3 separate regions of the Mus musculus genome follow, and all the other regions are linked to region 1. The links are chromatin contacts, called in public promoter capture Hi-C maps. All regions are on one chromosome and are shown on one strand. The core of a region is the stretch at or near the end of the contact, and the rest is flanking DNA. Distances in the headings are between cores, read along the strand shown. Region 1 holds the start of Cercam (cerebral endothelial cell adhesion molecule). Region 2 holds the start of Tor1a (torsin family 1, member A (torsin A)). Region 3 holds the start of Gtf3c4 (general transcription factor IIIC, polypeptide 4).

What was found. Promoter capture Hi-C pulls out the DNA fragments that hold promoters and counts their contacts.
Region 2: a promoter capture Hi-C map of the C10 cell line shows a contact between it and region 1, with 2.3 times the contacts expected there. The contact joins the promoter of Tor1a here to the promoter of Cercam in region 1. A contact is called at or near these places in 3 of 39 promoter capture datasets (the C10 cell line, hippocampal neurons and pre-B cells) and 1 of 9 other capture datasets (liver).
Region 3: a promoter capture Hi-C map of cranial neural crest shows a contact between it and region 1. The contact joins the promoter of Gtf3c4 here to the promoter of Cercam in region 1. A contact is called at or near these places in 3 of 39 promoter capture datasets (cranial neural crest, liver and maxillary cranial neural crest) and 1 of 115 datasets of contacts at active chromatin or transcription factors (large pre-B cells).

Annotation. Positions count from the first base shown.
Region 1 is chr2:29,867,215-29,871,953 of GRCm38.p6, forward strand. Cercam (cerebral endothelial cell adhesion molecule) reads left to right here and starts at 2,280. Exons shown (of 12, transcript NM_207298.2): 1 at 2,280-2,511; 2 at 3,809-3,919; 3 at 4,061-4,178. The coding sequence starts at 2,324. It overlaps 2600006K01Rik (a long non-coding RNA gene), which reads right to left and starts at 3,197. Exons shown (of 3, transcript XR_003954007.1): 1 at 2,346-3,197; 2 at 1,358-2,156; 3 at 1,137-1,181.
Region 2 is chr2:30,965,817-30,970,555 of GRCm38.p6, forward strand. It overlaps Tor1a (torsin family 1, member A (torsin A)), which reads right to left and starts at 2,102. Exons shown (of 5, transcript NM_144884.2): 1 at 1,858-2,102; 2 at 1,274-1,539. The coding sequence starts at 2,038.
Region 3 is chr2:28,838,465-28,843,203 of GRCm38.p6, forward strand. It overlaps Gtf3c4 (general transcription factor IIIC, polypeptide 4), which reads right to left and starts at 1,896. Exons shown (of 5, transcript NM_172977.3): 1 at 1,419-1,896. The coding sequence starts at 1,763. It overlaps Ddx31 (DEAD/H box helicase 31), which reads left to right and starts at 1,942. Exons shown (of 20, transcript NM_001033294.3): 1 at 1,942-2,396. The coding sequence starts at 2,388.

The sequences.
Region 1 (4,739 bases), core at 1,030-3,529:
GCCAGAAGCCTTTGTATCTCCTAGAACTAGAATTACAGATGGTTGTTAGCTGACAAATGGGTTCTGGGAATTGGTCCTTTGTAAGAGCAGCCAGTGCCCTTAACCCCTGAGCCATCTCTCCAGTCTCTCCTCTGTCTCAGTACCATGACACTGGTGATTAGGTTTCAGATATGAGTGTTGCAGGGTGGAGGTGGGGTCACAAGCACTCTGACCACAGCACCCCTGTCACTAATAGAGTGGGCAGTGGCTCTGGGTGAGTAGGATGGGGACAGCTTTAGAGAGAATCCACAATGGGGACCAGCAATCCCTGTGCCGGAGACTGCCATGCAAAAGAGAGGACGCTGCCTTCCCCCTTCCCTCCAGGATGTTTTCATGGGCCCTTCTCATTGCAGGACCATTGGCCTGGAAAGAGTCCAACAGGAAGCTGTGACCAAAGCCAGGGTAGAGATCTGAGTCCAGTGTCCAGCCCCCGGGAGACTGTTCATCATCAGGTAAGCGCTTTCGTTGTTGAACCTGCTCCTTCCATCCTCTCTCAATAGAGGGAGTGTGTCCTTCCACTTTCCTAGTGTCCCGAAGAGCTAAAGAGCAGCTCTATCTAGGAAAGCAGACCATTCAGGCAGAGGGAAGGTAGATGGATGCAGAGGCCTGGCTCAGGCTCCCTACCCAGAGAGAGAGAGAGAGCGCGCCTCAAGTGCATTCATGCTCAAGGTCTCCCTGTAGCAAACCTTCACATTAGCCATCATCAGTCAGGTTTTACCTGTGAGAATCAGGAGACTCAGGGAAAGTGACTGTCAGAGATTGGTGACAGATACCCAGCAAGAATATCTTAAGCCCCTTTCCCTCATCCTTTTTTCTCTCCTAAGAGAGGTTGGAGATTCCCTTTCATTCTAACAGAGTCCCAAGATTTGCTCTGTCCCAAAGGAGGCTGTATCTCCTATTTTGGAAGCGGGATGGGTTGCCATCAGAGGTTCTGTGGTGACCCCTAAGTCCTACCCTCAGTCGGAGTGGGCTCTGCTTTATTATTACCATCATTATCATTATTATTTATTTGTTTAAAGACTTATTTATTTATTATATGTAAGTTCACTGTAGCTGTCTTCAGACACTCCAGAAGAGGGCGTCAGATCTTGTTACAGATGGTTGTGAGCCACCATGTGGTTGCTGGGATTTGAACTCCGGACCTTCGGAAGAGCAGTCAGGTGCTCTTACTCACTGAGCCATCTCACCAGCCCTTATTTATGTTTTAATGTTGTTCCCCTTCCCAGTCCTCCCTCCAGGATCTCCCCAATCCCACCTCCCTCCCCTTCGCCTTTAAGAGGGAGCTCAACCACCCACCCACCCGTTGTTCCCTCCTCACCCTTCTAGTATCCTCCTTCTTGGCGCATCAAGCCTCCACAGGACCAAGTGCATCCCCTCCCAAATAACTCTTCTTTCAAAAGAAAAAACAAACACATTGTGTCAAACGAAATGCTCCTCAGAGTCAATGTGATGATGTTGCTTAGGTCTTATTTGGGAAGTTAAAGATGCAATCTTTAATTTTATTGTATTAAAAAGCAATTGAAGCCGGGCGGTGGTGGCGCACGTTTTTAATCCCGCACTTGGGAGGCAGAGGCAGGTGGATTTCTGAGTTCGAGGCCAGCCTGGTCTACAAAGTGAGTTCCAGGATAGCCAGGGCTACACAGAGAAGAAACCCTGTCTCGAAACAAACAAACAAACAAACAAACAAACAAACAAAGCAATTGAAAGAAGGGCTTTGCTTTAAGGGCCGGAGCCTGCGGAGGTGATGCGAGGTCGCGGAAGTGGCCAGATCAGCTGCACTCAGTCCTCTCCCCCAAGCTTGGGCTTGCTCTCCAACTCATCGCGTCATCTGCTGGGTATGTGGAGTTACTGCCTCAGGCCGCCAGAGGGCGTCTCAGATGGAGCAGGGGGCGGGAACCTGGGCTCCTCGCGAAGACTGCAGCCTCCACGGCTGAGAGGCAGAGAGCCGGGAATCCCGGGTGTCAGTATTCCAGGAGTGAGATGAACGCCCATGGTACAAGCGGTCCACCATGGCCCACGGATCCTTCCTTCCGTGCCAACGCCTTCCGAGGTCCACACGGAGAAGGCGGACCCCAGGACGCGTCTGGAGCAGGTGCCTAACCCTGGACCTCTAGGGCCTGGGCGGAGAAGAGGACAGCGGAGCGTACAGGCGCCTAAGAGGGGCGCAGGGGCCCCAAGGCAGTAACCACGCCCCTCTAAGACCCCGCCTCCATGCCCCGCCCATCCCGCCCCCTCCCTACTGTGGTGGGAAACCCGGGGCCCTCCACAGCCACCGAGTCCCGCCATGCACGTTGCGCGGCTCCTACCTCTGCTGCTCCTGTTGGGGCAGCAGCTCCGGGCTGCCAGTGTCACAGAGCCGACGCTACCCACCGTGGTCCTTGCCATCCTGGCCCGCAATGCTGAACACTCTCTGCCCCACTACCTGGGTGCGCTGGAGCGCCTGGACTACCCCCGGGCCAGGCTGGCCCTCTGGTGAGAGATCCAGGGGTGGGTGCATATGGGCATCAAGCCCCAGGACCCAGGAAGGCTTTTGACCTGGAGGCCTCATTACTTCTGCCCAGACACAACCCGAACAAGCTCCTCCCTCCCAGACAGCCCTTCAACAGTATTCCTAGACCCCGCGGGGCAAGAATAGACCTCTGAGGCCAGGGTTCAGCCCAGGGACACTCACCCCTCCTTTGGGCTCCCTACATGTCTCGGGCGTCCCCGGCTTCCCGGGTTTCCCCTGGGTTTCAGTTAGGCCTGTCCTTTCTGACCTAGCCCTTGGGGCTCGGCAGTACATCGCAGTAAAGACCTGTGGTCTGCCTGATGTGCGGTAGAACAGACTGAACCTCTGGAATCCCCTGGGGCCCAGCATAGAAAGGATCAGTCAGACTGGAGGTTTCTAGAGAGCAGGTGGAGGGAACCCTCAGCTCCAGGCGGCATGCTCGGGTGCCCTTCTGAGTGGTACTGCTAAGCTTCTCTGGGTAGAGAGAGGGGCTGGCTGGTTCTGATAGCCAAGGGTGTGGTCTCATGGGACGCTGGGATCAGAGGTTGCAGTACCCTGTCTAAAAAAGTCAAAACAGGGAGGAGCCTGAGCAGAGGCTGGAGATAGAGTACTCCTCACAGCACACCAAAGTTGGGCTGGGGTGGAGCTGTGGCCTGGGGAGGCTGCCCACAGCCACCACACTTGGGGAGTTAGTTAGTTCCCACCCCTGTAAGACTTGACACGTAGTTCTGGGGAATTGGCTTAAAGGAACAGCATCGCCTAAAACCTGGGCTCTTGGCTAAGCCTTCCACCTCCATTACTAGAGCCCCCTCCCCAGCAGAGGGAAAGCTGTGCTCCATGGTAACAGAACTTGGATCACCACTAACACTTCTCAGGGGTTGTCGGAGCATGGTGTGAGCCTAATTACAGCTGGGGGGAGTTAGGTAAGGAGAGAAAGGCAATGACTGTTTTGTCTGATTCTGAGCTGGAAAAGGCCTGATGTGTGGAGCCATGAAGAGGGACGGAAGTGAAGGGACGTGGCAGGTGCAATCTTTAAGCTCAAGGGACTTTTCAAGTGCACTCAGGCCGAGGATGGCTCAGGGGTCAGGGGCTTGCTTGATGTGTACAAGTCTCTGGGTTCAATTCCCACAGTACAATGCACAAAATTAGAAGGACAGACGTGAAGCACAGAGAGGCATGGACCTTGCCTGAGGCTACACAGGACATCCTCCAGCACCTCCACTGGAGCGCACAACTCTGCCCCATCGCTCTCAGGACAGTCATTCTGTGTTGTGCTCACAGGTGTGCCACAGATCACAACATGGACAACACCACAGGGATGCTCCGGGAATGGCTGGCTGCTGTGGGTCGGGACTATGCGACTGTCGTCTGGAAGCCTGAGGAGGAGGCCAGGTGGTTAACCGAGGGCAAGGGTACTGGAAGATGGTGAACAGCTATTCCCCAGGGCACAGCCCCCAGAGCACGCATGTCTATTCTATGCAGAGAACGAGAGGCCCCTCTCTCAAGAGAGCATTTCACCTTTCTCCACTTCAGGTCCTACCCAGATGAACAGGGTCCCAAGCACTGGACCAAAGAACGGCATCAGTTTTTGATGGAGCTGAGGCAGGAAGCACTGGCCTTTGCCAGGGACTGGGGAGCTGACTACATCCTGGTAAGAAAGCCTGGCTACAGAGTATGGGGGAGGCCTCAGGACCTGCTTCCAATAAAGTCTGGTTATAACCAAACTGTCTATAGGACAGATCTTCTGAAGACTGAGCTGAGACCCCTGTATTTAAGCTCACACTAGATACTAAGCCTGGCTCCTTGTACAGGTCTTAGGTTATATGCTGTTCCTAGATTCCTGAGCTTTTGTATGCCAAGAGTATAAACTGAGCCTGGATCCCTGGATTAGAGCTCAGAATAGAATTTTTTTCCAATATTTTTGTTATGTTTGCTCACTGGGTTTTCGAGACAGGGTTTCTCTGTGTAATCCCGACTGTCCTGGAACTCATGCTGTAGACCAGTCTGGCCTCAGAGATCCTCCTGCCTCTGCCTCCCAAGGGTTGGGATCCAAAGTGTGTGCCTCCACCACCTGATTTACTTTTGTTTTTCAAAGGTGGGTGTCTTGGTGCATGCAGCCCACAGAGGGCAGAAGGGGGCCTGGAAGCGAACTCCACTTAGTAGTGAGTCACCATTGGGTCAATGGGTTTCCAACTCAGGTGCTCTGCAAGAG
Region 2 (4,739 bases), core at 852-3,351, 1.1 Mb after region 1:
GTGGCAACTCATGGTTCCATACAACTCACTCAGTCGTTAGAACTCCACAGAGAAGGTCTGCCCAGTCTCCTGCCCCAGACTGTGAGCAAGCGCCCACTGCTGCGAGACACCGTTCCAAGCTCTGTTAACTCAACATTTTTTGTTTTGTTTGTTTTGTTTTTCAAGACAGGGTTTCTCTGTGTAGCCCTGGCTGTCCTAGAACTCATGCTGTAGGCCAGGCTGGCCTCGAACTCAGAAATCTGCCTGCCTCTGCCTCCCAAGTGCTGGGATTAAAGGCGTGCGCCACCATGCCTGGCTATGACAACATTTTTGAATCTTCTCCCCAAAGCCATTGAGGAAATGATACTGAGCCCCTATTTTCTCCTCTTCCTCCACCTGACATCCTCTCCATTTCTGTTTTCAAACAGAAGCTTACTATGTAGCCCAGACTAACCTCAAAGGTGTGATCCTCCTGCCTCAGCCTGCTGGGAATACAGGTGTGTAGGAAAACACCCGCTGACCTCAGGCACCAAGATTAAACAACCTGCACAAAGCCACAGTTATGGCCACACAATGCTCAACAGAAAGGGGGTGCACTAACAGACTCGAGGTTGAAGCACCATTCTAAGATAAAGAATGTCCCTGCTCAAGTTAAGTGACAGCCCCTACTGCACAGCTGTAGGGAGGGAGGGACCGAACCTGAATTCAGGTGTGAGCCTGTTATCAGAATTAAACTCCAATAGCAGGTTGCAACAGCTGGGTCAAAGCAAACTTGGCCTCTAGGTTTCCTTTTCACAACAGGGGGCGGGGGGAGGCGACTCCTAAAGACCCTGGAGTTGTTATGTCCCCACTTCCCAGCCAAGTTGTCACCTTACCGAGTCACTTTATGAGTGTCACAGAGGCCACTCATAAAACTTTGGTGGTCTAACTGCTCTATGTATCTCAAACCCTTTGTAACTTACATATCTATCCCCCAGTGCACCCTCGCCACAGCGGGAGTTGTGGGAGTTGGGGTGGAGAGACATAATACAGAACTTCCCACATTCTGGGCAAGTGCTCTATGCCGAGCTACCCCCAGCTCTTGACAGTCCCCTTTAAAACACGGTAGCCTAGCTTCAGCTGTCATTCCTCCAAGGGATATGACCACTTCTGTGCACACCTTTTAAAGAGGAACTGACATACAGAGAGCCATGTTGTGGCTCACTCACTGACGTGGAATTCCCACATCCCACCCCACAACAGAGAAACCCCAATTCCGGGTCATCCGCGAAGGCGGTCAACTTAATGCTCTTGCCTTATACTGTGTGATGTTAGAGGCGTGGGGGAAGTGTAGCGTGGCCACAAACAGGTGTACATAGTCACTGTTCAGTCCGCCCTCGTAAATATTCTCCGCGATGATCTTGCTGGCGAAGTTTTTGCCGGTGCCCGTCCACCCGTGCAGAGAGAGGGTAAGGGGCTTCTTGGGCTTCGGGTTGCTTAGGAAACCAGACACGGCGTTTAGGATGACTTTTTTTGCAAGATGCTGTCCAAAGAGCTTGTTATCCAGATCTTTCTGCAGCGCTGAGAAAGGAAAGATCACTCTGGTCAGGAGAGAAACAAGCTGGCAAAAGGCAGCCCCATTTCCAGGACGTCAGGGCCCGCGGAGCCTGGTTTGGAGAGCGCTGAGGGACCCTGGTGCTGCGAACTCTGCCCTTCCTCGGGGTTGGCCCCAAAGCCAAGCGGAAGAGGTGCCGTGAGGCCGCCCCGGAGAGCTCCGCGCAGGGCTGACACCCTACCCCGGGCCCCGACCACTCATCTCTCAGGCCTCCGGCCAAAGTCTGGCCTGGCAGCGGCGCCATCCCCCTGCCGCAGCATCCCGGACGCCTGGTGCCCGCCTACCCTCCCGGCTGAGGCTCCGCATCTGGCCGCAGCACTCGGCGAAGAGGCAGTAGAGACGAGGGTAGGAGATATAGGTGGTGAGTACGCCGGCCAGGGCCAGACTCAGGCTGATGGGCTCCACCGCACGAACCACGCACGGCGCCAGCAGCAGCAGGGCCAGAGCGGCCCGGCCAAGCTTCATAACCGGACCCGCGCACCTTGCGCGCCCAGCGCCCGCCCAGCGCCCACCGTACCCCGCGCACCGCCCAGACTCGTATTTCCGGTTCCTGCTGGCGGGGCCGCCCTCTTTGTCCGGGGCAGGCAGTCTACCGACGCTAGTGGCTACCATCTTTGTTAAGGGCAAAGTCCCTTCTGCTTCTGAACCTTGATGTTACAGGAATAATATTGAGATTATAGGAATCAGGTGATGATGACTGCTGCCCTATCCCCATCAAGTAACAGTGTTTTAGAACCATTTTTTTTTAATGATGGGCGGAGAGATGGCTCAGCGGTTAAGAGCACTGACTGCTCTCCCAGAGGTTCTGAGTTCAATTCCCAGTAACCACATGGTAGCTCACAACCATCTGTAATGGGATCTGGTGCCCTCTTCTGGTGTGTCTGAAGACAGCGACAGTGTACTGACATACATGAAATAAATAAGTATTAAAAAAGAAATGACGCAGGCACCTGCGTGCATGTGGTGCTCATAAACTCATGTGGGCTTACACACATGCATAAATTAACATGTAAATGAATAAATTTTTAAAAATGAGAGGATAATATAGTGGGTTCCCACATGACCCCCCCCCAACGTGCGTCCCTATCATTAAATCTGACAGGTGCGGTGGGTGGTGTGCACCCTTAACCCCAACACTCTGTATGAGTTGGGGCCAGTCTACAAAGTTTCAAGCAGGTCAAAGCTGCATATTGGATCTTGTCGTTAAAACAAAACAAAACAAAACAGAACAAAACTGACATTTGAGGGCTGGGTATTGTAGCACACACCTTTAATCCCAGCACTCTGGGAAGTAGAGACAGGTGATTGTCTTGGATATCTGAGTTGGAGGCCACCCTGTCCTATACAAGGAATTCCAGGTGCAGTCAGGGCTACAGTGAGAGTCTGACATCTCAAAAAAAAAAAAAAGAGGGATCTGCATCTCATACTTGTTAAAAACCCATGACCAGTATTTTTTTTTAAAGATTTTATTTATTTATGTATGTGAGTATACTGACTTCAGACACACCAGAAGAGGGCATCAGATTTCCACTACAGATGGTTGTGAGCCACCATGTGGTTGCTGGGAATTGAACTCAGGACCTCTGGAAGAGCAGTCAGTGCTCTTAACCACTGAGCCATCTCTCCAGCCCCATGAGCAATATTATTAAATAAAGCCCATAGTTTCTTACCCAGTTTCTTCCTTAGGGAACTGTAGGAATAATGTTATTGTGCACTGTATAAGGATTATCCTTGTATTATTCACATGCTGATTGCTATGCCCTCATATATGGTTGCTATCCTTATTTTGAGAACTGCCTGTCATCAATGTTGTGTAAACATTGCTTCCTAATTATTCAGATTGGTCAATAAAGGGCTGATCAGCCAGTGACAGAACAGGAGAGAGGGAGGAAGTGGGGATTTAGCCATGAGGTGGGAAGTCCAGAAGACATCATAATCATAAAAAACAGCTGGAGCAGAGAAAGCCATAAAATACAACAAGTATCTCAAGGATTGTGGCTGTGAAGTAGTCAGATTAGCTTAAAGGACTAAAATAAACTAATACTGCTCAGTTGTTGTGCCTTAAACCTGTTAAATAAAATTAAATAGTCCTGTCTCAGTTATCTGGAAGCTAGTCGGCTTAAGAGCAAACTGTAACATTTATAAATTACCACTAACAGGGAACACTTTGAGCTCCCCACAGTGCTGACTCTCAGCTTCTCTTGGGTGCTCTTTAAATGACTTTGAGAGTTTTGAGAAATACTAGACACTTGGGGAAGGGGAGTTCTGAGAATGAAACCCTGGGCCCCATGCATTGTAGGCAAATGCTGCATGGAGCTATGCCTCAGACCTTCTGTTTCTTGTTTGGCTTCATATTAAGCTTTCTTTGGGATGGCAGGGTGGGGGCAGGGTTGGCTGGTGGTCAGGGGATGGTAGCTAGGCTACAGGACCTCTACACTCCTAACCTGTTAGCCATCTCCACAGCCTCCGTTTTAAGCTAAAATCTTCAGAACTACGCCAGGCTGTCTTTCAACATAGTACAGACTGGTTTTGAAACTTGATCTCCCTGCCTCAACCTCCTTAGTTCTGGGACATAGGCCTGGTCTTTTGTTGTTGTCATTCCTGGGGATCAAATCTTGGGCCCTCTGCATGTAGCTGTATCACTGAGCTATCTCCTTATCTGAAAATGTTTGCAGACTGTCCTCCTATTGGAATTTGACATTTTCTCATCATTAACTAGAGTTCAGGAAGGGGTTGCCAATGTAAAGTACTATTTCCATGCCGGGTGTGGTGGTGCACGCCTTTAATCCCAGCACTAGGGAGGCAGAGGCAGGTGGATTTCTGAGTTCCAGGCCAGCCTGGTCCACAATGTGAGTTCCAGGACAGCCAGGGCTATACAGAGAAACCCTGTCTCAAAAAACCAAAGGAAGGAAGGAAGGAAGGAAGGAAGGAAGGAAGGAAGGAAGAAAGAAAGGAAGGAAGGAAGAAAGGAAGAAAGAAAATAAATAAAGAAAAGTGCTATTTCCACCACATCCTACCCAGGGCCACATCGTCAGCTTTGTTTGATTGCTGAGACAGTCCTAATTTGCTTTCAGTTAATGTGATAAACACTATGACCAAAAGCCCCTTACGGGAGGAAAGGGTTTATTTCATCTCATGGGATCATTATGTCTAGCTCAACTCAACC
Region 3 (4,739 bases), core at 646-3,145, 1.0 Mb before region 1:
CCAGTTTATATTTGAATCATTTCACTCAGATCTTAGGATCTTACATGACTCAGTCAGTCAAGCTGAATAATTAATTAAATCTGTGAGTCTGTAATCCCAGGCAAGATTATCAAGCTCAAGATGCTATTTAAAAGAGAAAAGGCCTGGCAGTGGTGGCACACGCCTTTAATCCCAGCACTTGGGAGGCAGAGGCAGGTGGATTTCTGAGTTGGGAGGCAGAGGCAGGTGGATTTCTGAGTTCAAGGCCAGCCTGGTCTACAGAGTGAGTTCCAGGACAGCCAGGGAAACCCTTTCTCGAAAAAACAAAAACCAAATAAAATAAAAAAAAAATAAATAAACATATTATCCAAATCAACAGTGTGTTTGAAATTTGAATCAAGTGTGCTAAAAAGAGCTCAGGCTACTCAAATGGTACCCGTGATTAATCACCTGGATTTGGAATGGCTGTCTAGAAGAGTATGGAAAAACTTTACTTTCAAATAAGCATACTGTTATACGTGTGTATAGCTTTATAGCACACCATGATATTAAGACTACATTATTTGTTCATGACCTGCCAAAGGATAAATAACCTCCTTGAGGGCAGGGGCTGTCTCTACTCTGATTTATCCCAGACTCCATTGGGCACCTACTCACTTGACACACACCCACTTTGACAGATTACCTACTGCATATACATACAGAAGGTATAAATAAAATAAAAGTAAGTTTTTACATTTATAGACTATGAAAAGGAACATCGCTCACTAAAGTAAACCATGTTTGAAAATGGTTACATTAATACAACAAAAATTAGAAACTCTACAGTTCAGGAGCAAACTTGGGTTATATGAAGTTGAAGGCAGTAAATTTATAGAGTTACAGAGACCTTGGACTTGGAAGTCTAAGCACCTGATGCTCTCCGAGGTTTTATTTTTCATCACACTTCCAGATTTAAGAGCTGTCTACCCAAGGAGACACAAGGACCGTTCACAATGAAACCGTCAAACAGGTAACGAAATAGATCAGTTTTTCTTCTCAAAGCAAAAGTGGCGCGAGAGGAGGGCGCTTGCATTACAGAATGAAAACACAAAGCCAGCCCAGGGCCTGGGGAGTTGGCCCCAGACAATAGGAGCAACGGTAGACAGGTCAGGGGTTGGGTCAGCTGCGGGGTGGAGTCACAAGAGTTCCAGAAATCCCGGGGCTAACGGCTCTAACTGTTCCATCCACCAGTAATGAAGGAATGGATAGCGGATCCTGGCTGGGGGGGCGGGGGTGTCTAGGAACAGTGAAGACGCTTGCACGACTTTTTAAAAGCTGCGGCGAGGCTAGCCCCTTCATTAAGAGTTGGATGCACATGGAATCCTAGAGCCGGGTGCAGGCCAGCTTCCCTTGGGATCCGTGGCGCGTCCGCGGGAGAAGCGGTGGAGGCGACTTACCTTGAGGAGGCAGCTGTTGAGAGGTGCGGGTACCGAGGTGCGGTGGATCACCAGATCCTGGCCTGGGTTGTGCACATCGCAGATAAGCTCCAGCACGGCGACGCTGCGAGCCGTGGACACAGACACGCGGTGGTCCTCAGACCAGGAGAGCGGCTCTAACCCGCTCACCGCGTATTGCAGCTTCACGGCAGGCTCCCGCCGAGTCACCATGAGGCGAAACGAGGCGCTGGGCCCGGGGGCCGCGTCGGCAGCCGCCTCCTTCCCGCCCCCTTCGTCCTTCTCCTCTGCGGGCGGCGAGGGCTCGTCGGCCTTGGGCCCCACCAGGGCCTGGTCCGCCTCGCTCATCTTACTAGGAGCGAGGAGGTCGGGTTACCGGCACACTGAACGCTCGCCACCTTGCCCCGGCCTCTCCCAGCGCCCTCCGCGCCCGTTCACTCCCCGCAGGCCCCGAGCGCCACCGAGCCAGAAAGGACCCCGTCGTTGCTAGGCAACGCCACCCTGCTAGATGGCCGTGGAGCTGCCTGTCTGGAAAGTGCGCTCCGGTAGGGCTGACCCGAGGCGCGCCTGCAGACACGCGGAGAAGGTGGGCGCTTCAGAGAGTCCCTTTCCTAGACACTGGGTGCTAGGTCCGACTAAGAGCCCACGGGAGAGTGAGCCTCCGTGGGTGACTGAAAAGCTGAGAAGACCAGCGTGGTGGCTAAAGGAGACCCTGCTGGGTGGGCGGCGCTCGGCCTCTTCCGGTTTCGGAGGCGTGTGAGGCCTCTTGTCTCCCGCCGGTGCGTGCCGTCCCGGCTCCCGGACCCGGAAGGGGCGGCGGCGGACCGGCGATAGTTGCGAAGATCCTCCCTCTCCACGTGCTACCTGGGCTCCCTGCTGGTTCCGCGGCTCCGCACTTGGGCTTTGGCTACTGTCTGCAGCACTTTGCCTGACCGGCCTTCCAGGACGTGCTTCGGACGCACTCAGGTCCAGATGAAGCGGGTGAGTGCAACCCCAGCCCGGGAGGTGCCACAGTGATCAGGTCCGGTCGAGTTCTTTAAGATGTCCAGAGGGGCTGCCGGGCTGCTCTCGGAAACACGTGAACGAGCGGGGAACCCCGCCTTGGGAGCAAGAGACCGGCGGGCTCCTGAGATTGTCTGAGAACTTAGGTTAGAATTGCAGGCTGTAGTAACTAGTCAAGTTCTTGAGACTAGCTGGGGGGAGGGGGGGACGGGACGGGGGACTAGTCAGCATAAGGATTGGAGGCTGGGTGTATCCAAGCTGGAAAATAATGCCTGAGACATGAGGTCTTAACTGTCGGGAGCCAGGTCTTCTGCTGGCAGGAAGGGTCACTTCTGTTAGGAATGGAGACTGGACTCGGTTCTTTGAGCTTTTAAACGGGACGTTTTCATCCACGTATCCGTTCCCTCGAGAGGAGAAAAGTGACTCTTACAGCAAAAAGATGGTTTTAGGGTTGCTGGTTTATCTTCTTGAAAGTGGGAAGATGTGATAGGAGGCTTCATCCCCCTCACCCAAAAGATAATAATGAAATACAAATTGCCCAGCCAGTTTCAGGTCAACCAATGCTTTTAAACTCCTTTGACTAACACACCCACTGCCTAGTTGCACCTTGGTAGAAGGAAGGAGGGACCTTATTAAGCTTAGAAGGTGATGAGTAAGGACTCTTCAGCAAGCCATTGGTATAGTTGAAACTATGTGGGAGGAGAAATACAGACAACCCTCCGGATAGTGGAGGAGAGGGCATAGGATTTACTGTAGGGTAGACCTGGGCTGGTATAGATGTCAGCTTTGGAATACAGTAGTCTATGTGACTTGGGGGGAGTTAGTCTCTCCTATCCATAAATAGGAACACGAATTTGTTTTATAGAAGATTGTTATGAGACTCCAATGGGATACCTGCAATAACTGCATATTGTCTGGTCCTTAGAGGCAGTTGCTATGTGCCAGTAATAGAAATAAAATCAATTGTGTTTCCTTTGAGGAAGTAGACAGCTGCCTTAGGTCAGCAGCATTGAATCAGGCTTGTGGCATATGCCCAGCCCTGTAGCAGGAACATGCATCTTGCTTACCCAGTTATGCAAGGCTTTTGAGTTCCATCCTCAACTATACAAAAAGAAGAAGAAAAAGAAATTCAAAATTTAATTGAGTGAACAGATTTTATCGTTACTTCAACTGTTGTTTCAAAAGTGATTAAGAGATAATGCAGGCTGGGTGTGGTGGCACATGCCTTTAATCCCAGCACCGAGGAGGTAGAAGCCATTGAATCTCTGAGTTTGAGACCATAATGAGTTCCAGGACAACTAGAACCACATAGTGAGGACTTCTCTCAAAAGGAAAAAAAAAAAAAAAAAAAGGGGGAGGGGGAGGCAATAGAGGCCAGTGAGATGTCTCAGTGGGTGAAGGTGCTTGTGGCTGAGTCTGATGTTCAGAGTTTAATCCTAAGACTTATGTAAAGGGGGAAGGAGAGAGCTCATAGTTGTCAGGTGACCTCTGCATGCTGACCATGACATATGTGCTCACACCCAAACTAATAACGGTACTGCAGGTACCCACCGAGGCCTTGATAATCTGTGCTTTGGTTTATGTATCCAAGTGGGAGTGGAAGATGTGCTGAGCAGATATGCTTAATGAGGGAGCTCGGTGTGGATAACTAATAGACTATTTGGAAGACCCTTCACAGCTTAAATTGGGTTGCTCTGTCTTAATACTATGAAAAATATTTTCTTAAGGATGTTTTCTGGTTATTAAAGTAATAGAGTTTCATTTAAGAAAAATTAAAAGATATAACCCCTCCTACAGTTGCCATTCCCAGAAATAACTTTCAGCATTTGATGTATAGCCTTCAAAGAAACATGACTATATGATCTTTTCTAGCCAAATAGGCTATCGTTAATCAGGCATCTCAGCATTATCTTCATGGAAGAGCACAGTACATTCTGGGAATTTAAGAAAGACTGGCAAAGGGTAAAGGTGAACTTGAAGCTGAGGAGATGGGTAGAGGTTGTATTCTAGAGGCTTCCTAGATCTCCCTGGAGATTTTTCAGTGTTAGCCTAACAGCCGTGGAGAACCTGCTTGAATTTAGCACTTGTTTTGTTTGTGTCTTACTCTAGCCTGGTAGCTGGGAACTCACTTTGTTGCCCAGGCTGACCTAAAACTCAGCAGTCCTCCTGCCTTAGGCTTGTGAGTGCTGGGCTTCTATGTGTGAGCTGTCGTGTTAGCTTCTGAGTACTTGTTTTTGAGAGACTCTGACTTGTCTGTAACGGGTGAGTAGAATTTGCAGGTGTCTCAGTCTGTGTGCTACCTGGTGTGTTTAGTCTAAGGAC